Regions from separate parts of the Oryctolagus cuniculus genome. Here region 1 is linked to region 2. The links are chromatin contacts, called in public Micro-C maps. All regions are on one chromosome and are shown on one strand. The core of a region is the stretch at or near the end of the contact, and the rest is flanking DNA. Distances in the headings are between cores, read along the strand shown.

The links. Hi-C and Micro-C count contacts between places; a contact is called where the count stands out from the background.
Region 1: a Micro-C map of ear pinna shows a contact between it and region 2, with 7 times the contacts expected there. The contact joins the promoter of MDH1 here to the promoter of UGP2 in region 2. A contact is called at or near these places in 2 of 6 Hi-C or Micro-C datasets (ear pinna and an unstated tissue).

What each region holds. Positions count from the first base shown.
Region 1 is chr2:139,294,850-139,300,767 of mOryCun1.1, forward strand. It overlaps MDH1 (malate dehydrogenase 1), which reads right to left and starts at 2,052. Exons shown (of 9, transcript XM_002709844.5): 1 at 1,539-2,052. The coding sequence starts at 1,541. It overlaps WDPCP (WD repeat containing planar cell polarity effector), which reads left to right and starts at 2,235. Exons shown (of 18, transcript XM_051842860.2): 1 at 2,235-2,369; 2 at 4,055-4,102.
Region 2 is chr2:138,973,109-138,979,378 of mOryCun1.1, forward strand. It overlaps UGP2 (UDP-glucose pyrophosphorylase 2), which reads right to left and starts at 4,954. Exons shown (of 10, transcript XM_008254344.4): 1 at 4,620-4,954.

The DNA of each region.
Region 1 (5,918 bases), core at 802-3,301, 320 kb after region 2:
TGTGAGAATTTCCTGTCAACTGTAGCAAATTCACAGAGTGACCCTTCCTCATGGGCAACGCTATGTTATCTGGTACCCCAATGACCTTCCAAGGGTGATACCTGGCTCCCTGTGCTGTGTAGCAAAACCAAAACCATAGGAGGCCCATGTTTTCTTTGTGACCTTGAGAAAATCATTTGACCTCATCGGTCTACATTTTAAGATTAGATGAAATAATTTTCAAATTCCCTTCTCAGTTTGGAATTCCAATATCCTAAACACAAGTTAGTAGTTATTCTACATCCTGGTATCCTCATTTGTATCTTCATCTGGAACCTCGGCTACTAAAAACGAATTTTTAGGCTGACTTTGGTAAGTGTACCACACACAGTAAAATGGAAAGAGTAGGAGACCCTCGGGCAAACCTGTGTAACCTTGAGCAAACCACATTCTCTCTGGGTCTTAATAAATTCAATTTTAAGATGAGAAGTAAAGAGATTTGTCAAGATGATCTTTAACAGCTGAAACATAATTTAAGTGACCAATTATGTAATATAACAAGATATATGTATATATGAAGGTTTAATACTTAACTACGAACTCAGTACCTGTCCCCACTGGCCTTCTTATACAGGTACAGGAGTAATGCCCGTGTCTTGAAAACATGTCTTTTCAAGTAATGGGAAATTTCTAATTCATTCAAACATTGCCTCCCCATCCCTTTTAGTATTATTTTGAAATAAAGGAGAAAAAGTAGTCTCAATCATTAACACAAATACCGAAGCAAATTCTTGGATGGCAGATGTCACCTTCAAAGCGTGCGCAGATTACTCCTACGTCAGAACCCCCCCCTCCCCCAGCAGGGACAAGACATGGAGACCTAGGGATCCAGATCTTCAATGACAAGACAGTTGCATTACATTTAAATGAGCTGCTTCTGGAATTCATAACACAGAGCAGTAAAATACGTCCGCACTAGTTGTTTGGCCAGTGATGCCAACACTTCCTGGGGCTGCTAAAAAATCAAAGGACAGGTTTTAAATAACGTTTTGTGAAATTAGATATGGCGGAAACACGTCTCCTGACAACGCAGATGGTAATCGGGAGCACCTGGTAAGCGCTACTTTTACAAGTCAAGAGCCCTTCGCTCTCAGGGTCTGACAAAAGCCCGTGAAAACACCGAGGGCTTAAGAAAAAGCCTAGGACCCAAGCTTCTCCTCTCCCATCAAACCGTTATCGATCACGTCAAACTCCGTGTCATTCATCGGAAAAAACCTATAGCCTGGCACTTTGTACCCCGCCATGCGTCAAGATTGGGATCGCGCCTCTCCACGGACACTGGTTTCTCCAGAGTCCTTCTAAGAGCCCCCCAGCTAGAAATCAACCCCTTCCCCATTACTGGGTTACTGCGACAGTCCCCAGAAGATGAACCGAAGCTTTCCAAACGGCGCCTAGGACAGCGCCTTGCAGAGCCGCCTCCCAAAAGTCACTCAAGACGAGGACTCCTGCACCAGGCTGCGAAGGCCGCGGGTGGGCAGAAGCCGGGGGACCAAACTCACCATGATTGAGAACTGCGCAGGCAATTTCAGCACCTGCAAAAACCAGCTGCAAAGAATCAGGTCACCTCTACCGCGGAACTGACTCGGGGAGGGCGAGCCGGGCAGGAGAGAAAAAGCAGTACCGAGACCGCGGCGCCCTCTGGGAACTGTAGTTTACGCCGACGCGGCTCTAACGCCACCTCAAGGCATTTCCTTCCTGCGTTGAACTACACTTCCCACGACCAGAGGTTCTAGTCTCATCCTTCTCCTTGCGCCCTAGGACGACTGCAAAATAGTCCCCGAGGGCGAGCCGCTGTGATTGGAGCACGAGGACGAGCGGATGGTTTCCGCTCAGAAGGAAAGACTTGTCTGATGGCGCCCGGCAATTGGCTGGCGGGAAGGCGTGTGAAACTTGAGGGAGGAGAGACAGACCCCTTAGCTACATCCCCCACACGCGTGCAGCGGAGACTATCCTCCCTCGAGAGTAAGCGTGGGAGGCAAAGAGACCTTCCGCCGCGTAAAGCCGACTCGACCCGGAAACAGTCTTTTAAAAAAAGTATCCGTGCCCTGGAGGGGCGGGGAGGATTGGTGTGTCTGGAACGGGGGACAGCTTCGCAGGTTGCTAAGCGACGAGGCAGGAGCGCGCGCGCTCCCAAGCTGCTGGAGGAAGACACCTGAGGAAACAGTGGCGGCAGCGGATCCCCGAGACCCGGGAGACCAGGCTAGCACGCCGCGCCCTGCCGGCTCCTACCCCAGCGAAAGGAACGTTCCTCCCCGGGCATTGTCCGGTGACGAGACGAGGGCTTTGCTGGGGCGGCCCCTCACCGCGCGTCTTCGCCACAGCGGAGGCAGGTGAGTCCCTGGCCGGTGGGCAGGGGATTTTTCTTTTAACCTAAGGGTCCAGAAAGGGTGATGCGCGGGTCTGCCGGGTCGGTGACCTCCAGCCCGCGGGTCCGTCTCGGCACACTGTGTTAGGGGCGTGGGAACACGGTAAGTGTCCTGGAGGGCGTTCGCACCCTCCCACCTATCTCCCCCCTCCCCCCCGGCTGTAAAATGCAGCTCTTCCACAGTTAAGTCAAAAATATTTATTGAGGACCCCAGAGTTTAACTTTAAGCCCGACCGTGAACGTTGACACGTTTGCCCGTTCTCTTTCGGAAGCTGTATCGCTTTAAACCGCCGTGATTCTTAAAAGTTACGCCAAACCTTCGAGTCTAAGGAACGAGTTTCAGCTGAATGGGACACACTGGTTGTGCCAGGAAGAGTCTCAAGTGGTAAAAACAAAACCTCAGATTAATTTTCATTTAAAATGAATGTTGCCCAAGAGAATTGCTGTCGTCTATGAAAGTTTGTTTCACATGGATATTAAAAGGAAGGTGTGATGCTCCGATATAGCGTACATAGAATGCAAATGACTAAAATACCAACATCAGGTAGCACTGCTAGAACTTCTGGTTTTTTGCTGTTACTGGTAAGGGAGTGCAAAGTGGTATCTCACTTTTTCTCTATTTCATGTTGGAGGATTTGGTATCCAGGGAAAGAAATATAGGCCTTGCTTTCCTACTTGATCTATCAGTAGTATTTGTGGTGCCTGGGATGATTGTCTTCCTTGAATCACTGTATTCATTTGGCTTTGAGACTGCATGCTTTCCTAGTTTTCCTCTATGTCGTTAGTTGTCCCTTCTCAGTCATTCTAATTTTTTTTTTAACCTCTGAGTCCTTGACAGTGGGGTACAGGTATTCAACTACACTCAATCCCTAAGTGACCTAATTCATGAGTTGCATAGCTTCAAATGCTAGCTCTATTTCAAAACTTAGGAAATTTGTATGTGTGGCCCTGAATTCCAGACTCTGTATAATTACTTGCTTGTTACTTTCACTTAACTTTTTTTTTATAAATTTATTTATTTGAAAGACAGAGTGAAGAGACTGAGAAAGAGATTTTATATCAACTGGTTCACTTTCCAAAGGGCTACAACAGGGCTGGGCCAGGCTAAAACCTGCCCTGGAGCTCCATCTGGGTCTCACATAATAGTGGCAGGAGATCAAGCACTTGAGCCCTCTTCCATTGCTTTCCCAGGCACATGAGCAGGGAGCTGGATTGGAAGTGGAGCAACCGGGCTTGGCCATGGGATGCTGAACTCACAGGTAGTGGGTTAACCTGCTGAGCTACAGCATTTGACTTTTAATAAGCATCATTTCCCTGATTTTACAGATGTACACAGAAGTATAACATCCTTTAACACATAAAACATGACCAGCCCCCAGTTCCAGTTCCTTGTAAGGTTTCAGACAAGTGTGAAGTAATCAAGAGCTGATTCTGGTTTGATGGAGATTGGTTTAATAAATTGACTAGTGACGCAGAGGGCCAGGGTTTTAGGACTCTTGTTAGACTCTTGGGAAATGACTGACACATTGGCTTTCTTGAAATTCCCAGTGTAGCATGGGACACAGATCTGTAAACCAATAATGACAACATACTATGACTTGATTTGTAATAATTAAGAATTACTAACTCTATACTGCCAATACTTCACAGATGAGATGCTGCCTGAAATGAGGACAAGCATATGTGTCTGCCAGGCAGGTAAGGTAGGAGATGGAGCCACATTTGCAGTTTGCATGTAGGGTTTAGAATGGCAGTTAAGAAACATAGTCATTTCTTTGTATCCATGGAGATTTGGTTCCAGGACTGCATCCAACACTAAAATCTGAGGGGATATTCACGTTATAAAAAATGGTGTATATTTGCCTATAATTTGTGTACATCTTCTCATATGCTTTAAGTCTCTAGATTACTTACAATACCAAGTACAGTGTATATGTTATAGAAGTAGTTTTTATGCTCATTTGTTAAGGGAATAATCACAAGAAAAAGTCTGTACAGAGGGCCAATTGTACACATATTCTTTATTTTCCTGAGACTTTTTTTAAACCTAGGCTCTAAAACTGCCTTGTCTGATACTGAAGCCACTAGTTGCATGTGGTTATTTAAAATAAAGACAAATTAAAGACATTTTTTCAATCACACTAGCTGCATTTCAAGTGCTCAGTAACCATGTGATAGGATATGAAATAGTTGCATCATCACAGAAAGTTCTTTTGAACTTAAACTAGGCATCACCTAGAACAAGCTGCTGTAAGGTTAAGAGTGACTTAGGGGAAGCATTTCTCTTGCCCTTGGGTTCTCTGTGAAGTGCGCAACGTCTGTTAGTACTGACTACACAGAGGATCCTGTCAGACAAGAAAGAATCCCAATACATATGAATTTTGGAGGGGTAAAAAATTTAGTCCATAACACTTCCATTTTGATATATTTGTTCTCTGTGTCCTTATCTCTGTTATGAGCTCACCCTTTTAAATGTTTTGTTGGCTTTATAATTTATGTTTTCTGTTAGTAGTTTTATTTATTTGGAAGGCAAAGTGACAGAAAGAGATCTTCCATCCACTGATTCACTCCCCAAATGCCCACCGCAGCTGGGGCTAGACCAGGCCAAAGCCCATAGGTTGACTCCGTCTAGGTCTCCCAGGTGGGAGGCAGACTCAAGTACTTGTTCCATCATCTGATGCTTCCCAGGATGCATTAGGAGGAAACTGGATCAGAAGTAGAATAGTTGGGACCCATTTCAGGTACTTCAATATGGGAGGTGGTCTTCCCTGATGTGCATGCCTGCCACTAATTTGTTATTAAATACACACTCTTTTGTAAATCAAATTTCATAGTAATTGTTATTTCTTAGGAAGGAGAAAAAAACATGTCATTGGTAAGGGGCCTAAGGAGGCTTTAAATGTGGGAGAAAATATAGCTATTCATTTTATTCAGCTGTATTCACCACCTCGATTAACAATGTGGATTACCAGTCCTTTCCTGGAGATACTAGACTGACAAACACAAAGTATACTCTTTTTTTTTTTTTTTAAGTTTTATTTATTATTTATTTGAAAGAGTTAGAGACAGGGAAATCTTCCATCTGCTGATTGACTCCCCAAATGGTTGCAATGTCCATGGCTGGGCCAGGCTAAGGCAAGGAGCCAGGAACTTGATCTGGGTCTCCCATGTAGATGGTAGTGTCCCAAGCACTTGGACCATCTTCCACTGCTTTTCCCAGACCATTAGCAGGGAGCTAGATTGGAAGTAGAACAGCTGGGCATGTACTGGTACCCACAGAGAATGCTGGTGTTGCAGGTGGCAGCTCTGCATGTGACTCCAAAACGCTGGTCCCTACATACCCCCCCCCCCCCCTTTTTTTTAAAAGATTTATTTATTTGTTTGAAAGAGTTACTCAGAGAGAAGAGAGGCAGAGAGAGATGTTCCATCTGCTGGTTCACTCCTCAGTTGGCTGCAATGTCCGGAGCTGCACCCATCTGAAGCCAGGAGCCAGGAGCTTCTTCCAGGTCCCCCA
Region 2 (6,270 bases), core at 3,704-6,203:
CTGCTTAACTACAAGTGCCTAGCATGTGGGATACATCAGAAGTCCCAATACACTGTACTGCACATATGAAACAGTCAAAAAAATTTTTGTTGACCGGACTAAAAATCCCAAATGTACATTCACCTCCGCACTATCCATGCATCATTCTGCCCCAGCTTCCCATCCTTGCATTTTTTTTTAAAGCCTATCAACTGAGCCTGACTGAACACCAAACCTGGAATAGGAAAATAGAGAACTGTCACACCTGTCTTGTTTCTGTTCATTTCTGTTGATGACATGTGATTATACTTTTGATGGCAATACTACCAGGAAGGCCACCATCATTTTCTAGAAAGAAAAATAAAATGTACTGGCCCTCAAATATGTGCCTAGCTCTCATAATTAATCTCATTTTAACTTCTTAATAACCGTGAGGTATAAAGTATTGATACTCAACTTTTGTATAGGTAGAAACTAAGCTTCAGGAAAGTTATTTCTCTAAGAATACCTGCTAGTAATAGGATTCAAACCTGTGTCCACACCTTTACATCCTTCTCAACATTTGTCTAATCTAAGAAGTGTTATAAAAAACTACAAGCAAAAATGTAAGCTAACCCACTAAAATAGCACATGGAAAGTACTGAATTGTGGGATTCTCATTTGCAATCCATGATTAATTCTTTTAGAGCATCCACTACTTAAAAGACAACTCCTTTCTTCTAGGGATATATTATCTTTGCCTAAAGAGAATGAGTCTAGTTGGAGAAACGGGCCATTTTTATAGTTTTTAATACAAAAAGCACAAAATGGGTGGACAGCATAAGGATTTCTAACAGGTTTATTAGTTGTGAACTATGGACAAGATACTTAACTTTCCTCAGCTATTTATAAGAGCATGATAAAAATATACTACTTCTTAGGAAGCTTAAATTAAACAAAGTATGAAAGCAGTTAGGAGCCTAACATTTATTAACTCTTTCCCTAGAAAGTAGTATAAGCTAGGTGCCACTGAGTACAAATGCTTTCTTAAAAAATCAGAAACAAAAACTCCAATTTATATACTTGAAAATTGATCTGAGGAGACAGAAGTCAATCAGGTTTATCATTTATATCTTAGACTTATCATTTACAACCACATAGGGTTAAACATATAGAGGACTCACACTTGCAGCATAAAATTTAAAACAAGAGAACATTTGTTTATAAAAATGGGGGAAAGATGTTATCTTTTTTGTACAAAACTGCTGGTTTAAAAGAAAAACCATTTGGCCAGCGCCGCACCGTGGCTTACTTGGCTAATCCTCCGCCTGCGGCTCCCGCACTCCAGGTACTAGTCCCGGTTGCTCCTTTTCCCATCCAGCAATCTGCTGTGGCCCGGGAGGGCAGTGGAGGATGGCCCAAGTGCTTGGGTTCCTGCACCCGCATGGGAGACAGGGAGGAAGTACCTGGCTACTGGCTTCGGAATGGCGCAGTGCCGGCCGTGGAGGCCATTAGGGGAGTGAACCAATGGAAGGAAGACCTTTCTCTCTGTCTCTCATTGTCTATAACTCTCTTGTCTGTCTCTAACTCTGCCTGACCAAAAAAGAAAAGAAAAAAAAAACCGTTTAAAATAAAAGGATGGCAACTAAATGCAGTGTTATCTTGGATTGAATCATAAGAATAGTACTCTGAATTAGGTGTGTACTGTGGCTAACAGTAATGTATCTATATTATGTCTAATTTTTCTATACATCTATATATATTCCAAAATAAAAAGCTCATTTTTTAGAAAAGTTGATGACAAAGTAATGACAAGCATATATAGCAATTCTTAAGTATTGTGATTGGATTTAAAACCTCGTGAGGGGCCGGCGCCGCGGCTCACTAGGCTAATCCTCCGCCTTGCAGCGCTGGCACACCAGGTTCTAGTCCCGGTCGGGGCGCCGGATTCTGTCCCGGTTGCCCCTCTTCCAGGCCAGCTCTCTGATGTGGCCAGGGAGTGCAGTGGAGGATGGCCCAAGTGCTTGGGCCCTGCACCCCAAGGGAGACCAGGAGAAGCACCTGGCTCCTGCCATCGGATCAGCGCAGTGCGCCGGCCGCAGTGGCCATTGGAGGGTGAACCAACGGCAAAGGAAGACCTTTCTGTCTCTCTCACTGTCCACTCTGCCTGTCAAAAAAAAAAAAAAAAAAAAAAGTGCACTCTTTACAAAAAAAAAAAAAAAAACAACCTCATGAGGATAGTTAGTGGTAACACTAAAGACCATTAACGCATACCAACTCAGCAAGTTATTCCAAAACATAACTACATGGAACATCTTCAGTCTAATAATATTCTTAACTTTTAAAGAGAAGTGACTAGTCTACTTTCCCCAGCACATTCTCACAAAATACTGACTTTATGGTAACTGAGTATTATTGCTATTAAAAACCAGTAAGTTTCAACAGTAACCTCTGCCTTTCTACTCTTCAGTAAGACATGCATTTAATTAGAACCTAAGTATCTTAACCACATTTAAGGTATAACATGAATTTGAAAGTCTAATGACAAATGGCATTTCTGAGCTTGGTGCTAACGGCAGGCATGAATGCCCCAACTGTTTCCAGAAAATTCATACTTTATGACACAAAAGTTAAAGAAGAGTTAATAAAGTCACTAGGGCATTTTTATTCCCAGGGTAAAATGATGGCCATTACTAACACAACTTTTTTTTAAAGTTCAGCTGCATTTATTGACACTTAACATGAAGTCGTTGGGAACTTTACTAGCAGTGTGTTCAGCAAGATGGCTGAAGCTTTCAACACTGCTGGGCTCTGCAAGGAAAGCATTTACTTGCATACCAGAAAGCAAATCCTACACTACAAATTGGTGACAGAGGTTTAAGGCAGCACTAGTTTCAGTGCCTACACCATACACACACATTGCTACATACATACCAATCTTACTGCTGAGCTCTGCTGACAAGCATTCCTTAGCCCTTTCTTTAATATACATGTGGAAATTTAGAGGTCAATTTACAAATTTCAAAGAAATCTTTCTTCACATTTTCATAATTCAAAAAAGGAAAAATAAACACAGCAATGCAGCAAAGTCATTTCTCCAGTAGAAATGACCTCCAGCTCTCACGAGTTACTCCCGGTTTCGCAATAAATGACTCTTAACCACGTATACACAAACAGCAGAAGCTGAGAACACTAAAGCTTCCTCAATAGTCCTCAGTAAAACCCACCTGCCTTCCCCTAGCCCTCCCGGTCTCCTTCCCGTCCGCGCCCACTTACACAGGTACCTTGACACTGACCAAGAAAAGAGAGCAGGGATTAATCAGTAGCCAAAACCTTGTTTTATCATCATTTACAGCCACTATCCAGGGAAGCTGAAGTACTCATAACCTGATTTCAGGGAGGCAAAACTACACCCAGAGGGGCAGAGCGGTATAAATTATACCTATCTGAACCGCCAACTCAGAAGCTCAAGGCGGTTCAGATGTCAATTTAACGAAAAGGATTTCGCAAATGGTATCTCAAATGAACATTTTCTACTTCCAAATCATCCACCCAACCTCTAGACTGCCAGTACCCAAATTCGGCTGCATCAACCCGGGAGATAAGAAGAAGCACGTCTTACCTTGTACAAATCTTGACATTTTAGAGTTTTATTAAAACACTTTGATTTATAATTTTTTAATTTCTAGAGGAGTCACACTACCGGGCAGGTCTCTCTTCCTCTCTTGCTTTAATAACCGACGAGTTCTTTCTCCTCCTATGTTTAGCTACTTAGGGGAGTATTCATTCAACGGATTAAAACTTGCTCCTATATATATATATATATATATATATATGAGAAGATATATGTACACCTAGAGAATCTTCCAACTCCAAAAGACGGAAACTTGCTGCGAATTGGTCTGCTTGGGAACTCCTGGCTACACTGCGCTCCCTGACACAGCCGGAGACTCCCGGAAAAGGTAAAACCACACGAACTTAAATTTCATCAATGAAAGAGGCGGACCTACAGCTGCCCCTCGATCTCCACGCCCTCTGGGGCTGGGCTGCAGCAGGAACCCGGGGCGCACCCTCGCCGCCCCCCTCCCCAGCGCAGCCGTCCAGTCTCGGGCGGGTACCCCGGAAAACTCCTGTCAACCGCGGCTCCCGCCCAAGCACGAGTTACCCAGGCGGGTCAGGCGGCAATGGGGGATGGGGAGGGGGACGCAAATGGAACCATTTTTACCAGCCCCAAAATATCCTGGGACTGGGAGGCGCTAGGAATTCCGCGCTCAGGCGGGCCAACTGGCCGGGGCCTCGGGTCACCCGCGGCCTCCAGCTCCCCGCCTAACTGCCGCGGGCGGCGAAACCCCGCCGCGGCTTTTTCGCTGCAGAGGCCGAAGGCTACGTCGCCCCTCCCCCCCTCCCCCGCGAACATTAAAGGGCCACCGGAGAGGGCCGGACCCCGCGCCCGCTCGGAATCCCCAGGGAGAGCTCCGACCCTTCCTTCTCACACGTTTTCTCGTCCCGCCTGCCCTGCGCTCTCCCCAATCCCAAATTCGGCCTCTGGAGCTACAGCGGGTGGGGGAGAGGAACTCTTCTCAAAAAGAGAAACATAAGCTCAGGGGATCGCCGGAAGCCCGCCCCGCCCCGCCGCTCCCCAAGCAGCTGGCGAGACCCACCTTCCTTCTCTTCCTTTAGCAGCTGGGAAATTGGGGGGCGTTTATGGCGCCCCAGGAAGAAAGCTCGCAGGTTGAGAGAATGTCACCTCTGAGGCACCCTTCTCTCTTCCCCCTCTTTCCTCACAGGTGCACACCTCGAGTCCCTCGCTAGCGGTCTCAGCCCAGCTGCTGACCCCCTCTTGCCCAAATGCCTGCCGGCTGCTGACACCCAAAACCCCCACTTTCTCCTGAACGCCTCCCCTCCCCCTCCGCTCGGAGCAGCCCCCCCTCAATGCGGAAATGTCCCCGCGGCGCAGAACGACGGGCGCAGCCACCAGTCCGGAACCGAGGCGGGCGCAGGGCCTGGCCAATGAGAGGTGTGGAGGTGGCAGGAGGCGGGGCGTCTGCGACACGAGAGAGCGCGGTGGAGGCGGGCGCTGAGCCGCACGCGGGAATCCCGCGCGTAGGAACGCCGCACCTGCGGCTGCGTAGCGGTCGGGGAGGTCTCACCTGTGTTACCCCTAGTCTGCTTCAGACCCCGCAGCAAGGGAGAGAAGCTGAGCACGAGTGCTTGTTTTTACGGGCCGTAATAATGTTCCTTGTTACCACAGACTGAGTAGCACCGAATAGAGCCCGAGCTGGCCACAGCAGCCACCCGGAGTGAGCGCCTCGGTGACAGTAACTCCCGCTCACCGCTTGCTTTGGGATGAGTTAAGGAGTAAGCAGTGGGGCCGCCCAACAAGCACAGAGACTTAGGGCGTCGAAGGAAGTGTCAAGTGAGGGCACCCAGAACCAACCTCTCCCCCCTGCCCCGTTGCCTCGGTGACTAGTGCCATGAGAGGCATTGATTTTTCTGATCCGTGTGGAGCTGACTGAAGTTACCCCTCAAGCATGCTTTCCTTTTGATAGATTCTTGAAGTCCTCAAAGAAAGAGGATGGCGCAGGATGGCACGTTGACCCCTGGGCACTGCGAGAGAGCCAGCCTAGCGCCCTGAAAGTCACACTTGTTGCTGCTGGGACTTGACGCTTACACCTCCTGACTCGGACGGCCTGTGGCAGGAGTAAAAATTGTCAGCGTTGTTTCTTAAGTGTCTGCAACAAACCAAATATTTCCAGAAGAGTTTTGAGGCTTTGGTCAACACTAGTCAAGCAAGGTACACTGAGAATTTTTAAACGACTCATTGTCTAAACAAGGGAACTTTAATTTTTTTAAGTTCCACATATTTACATGGAAACCTAATTAAGAACAAATAACAAAGGCCAGGGATCATTTGTCTCACTAGAAAATGTCTGCCATTAGTACGGTGTTTCTTATGTGAAATCTGAAAGGATTACACCCAAAAACCTCTCTGCTCTAAAACTAACTTGCCCCAAATGGGAAGTTTCTAAAATCTAGATGTTTATAGTTCAGTAGAGCATTTAAAGACTGGAAATCTTAATCAGAATCTCTGTGCTCTTTATGGACAGTGGAGAAATCATTCCAGCATTGAATAAGCAGTATTTATTTATCAGCGTTAGCACCAAAATAAAATATCACTAAAGACTGGGCCTCACACAGTTAGCCTGCAAAAGATAAAGAGCAATGATGAGTCTTTAATTATGCAAGGTTTATCATAAGCAAGAATGATCAGTTATTTTCCACCTTCGCAGATTAAGGGAAAAGAAATGGGTT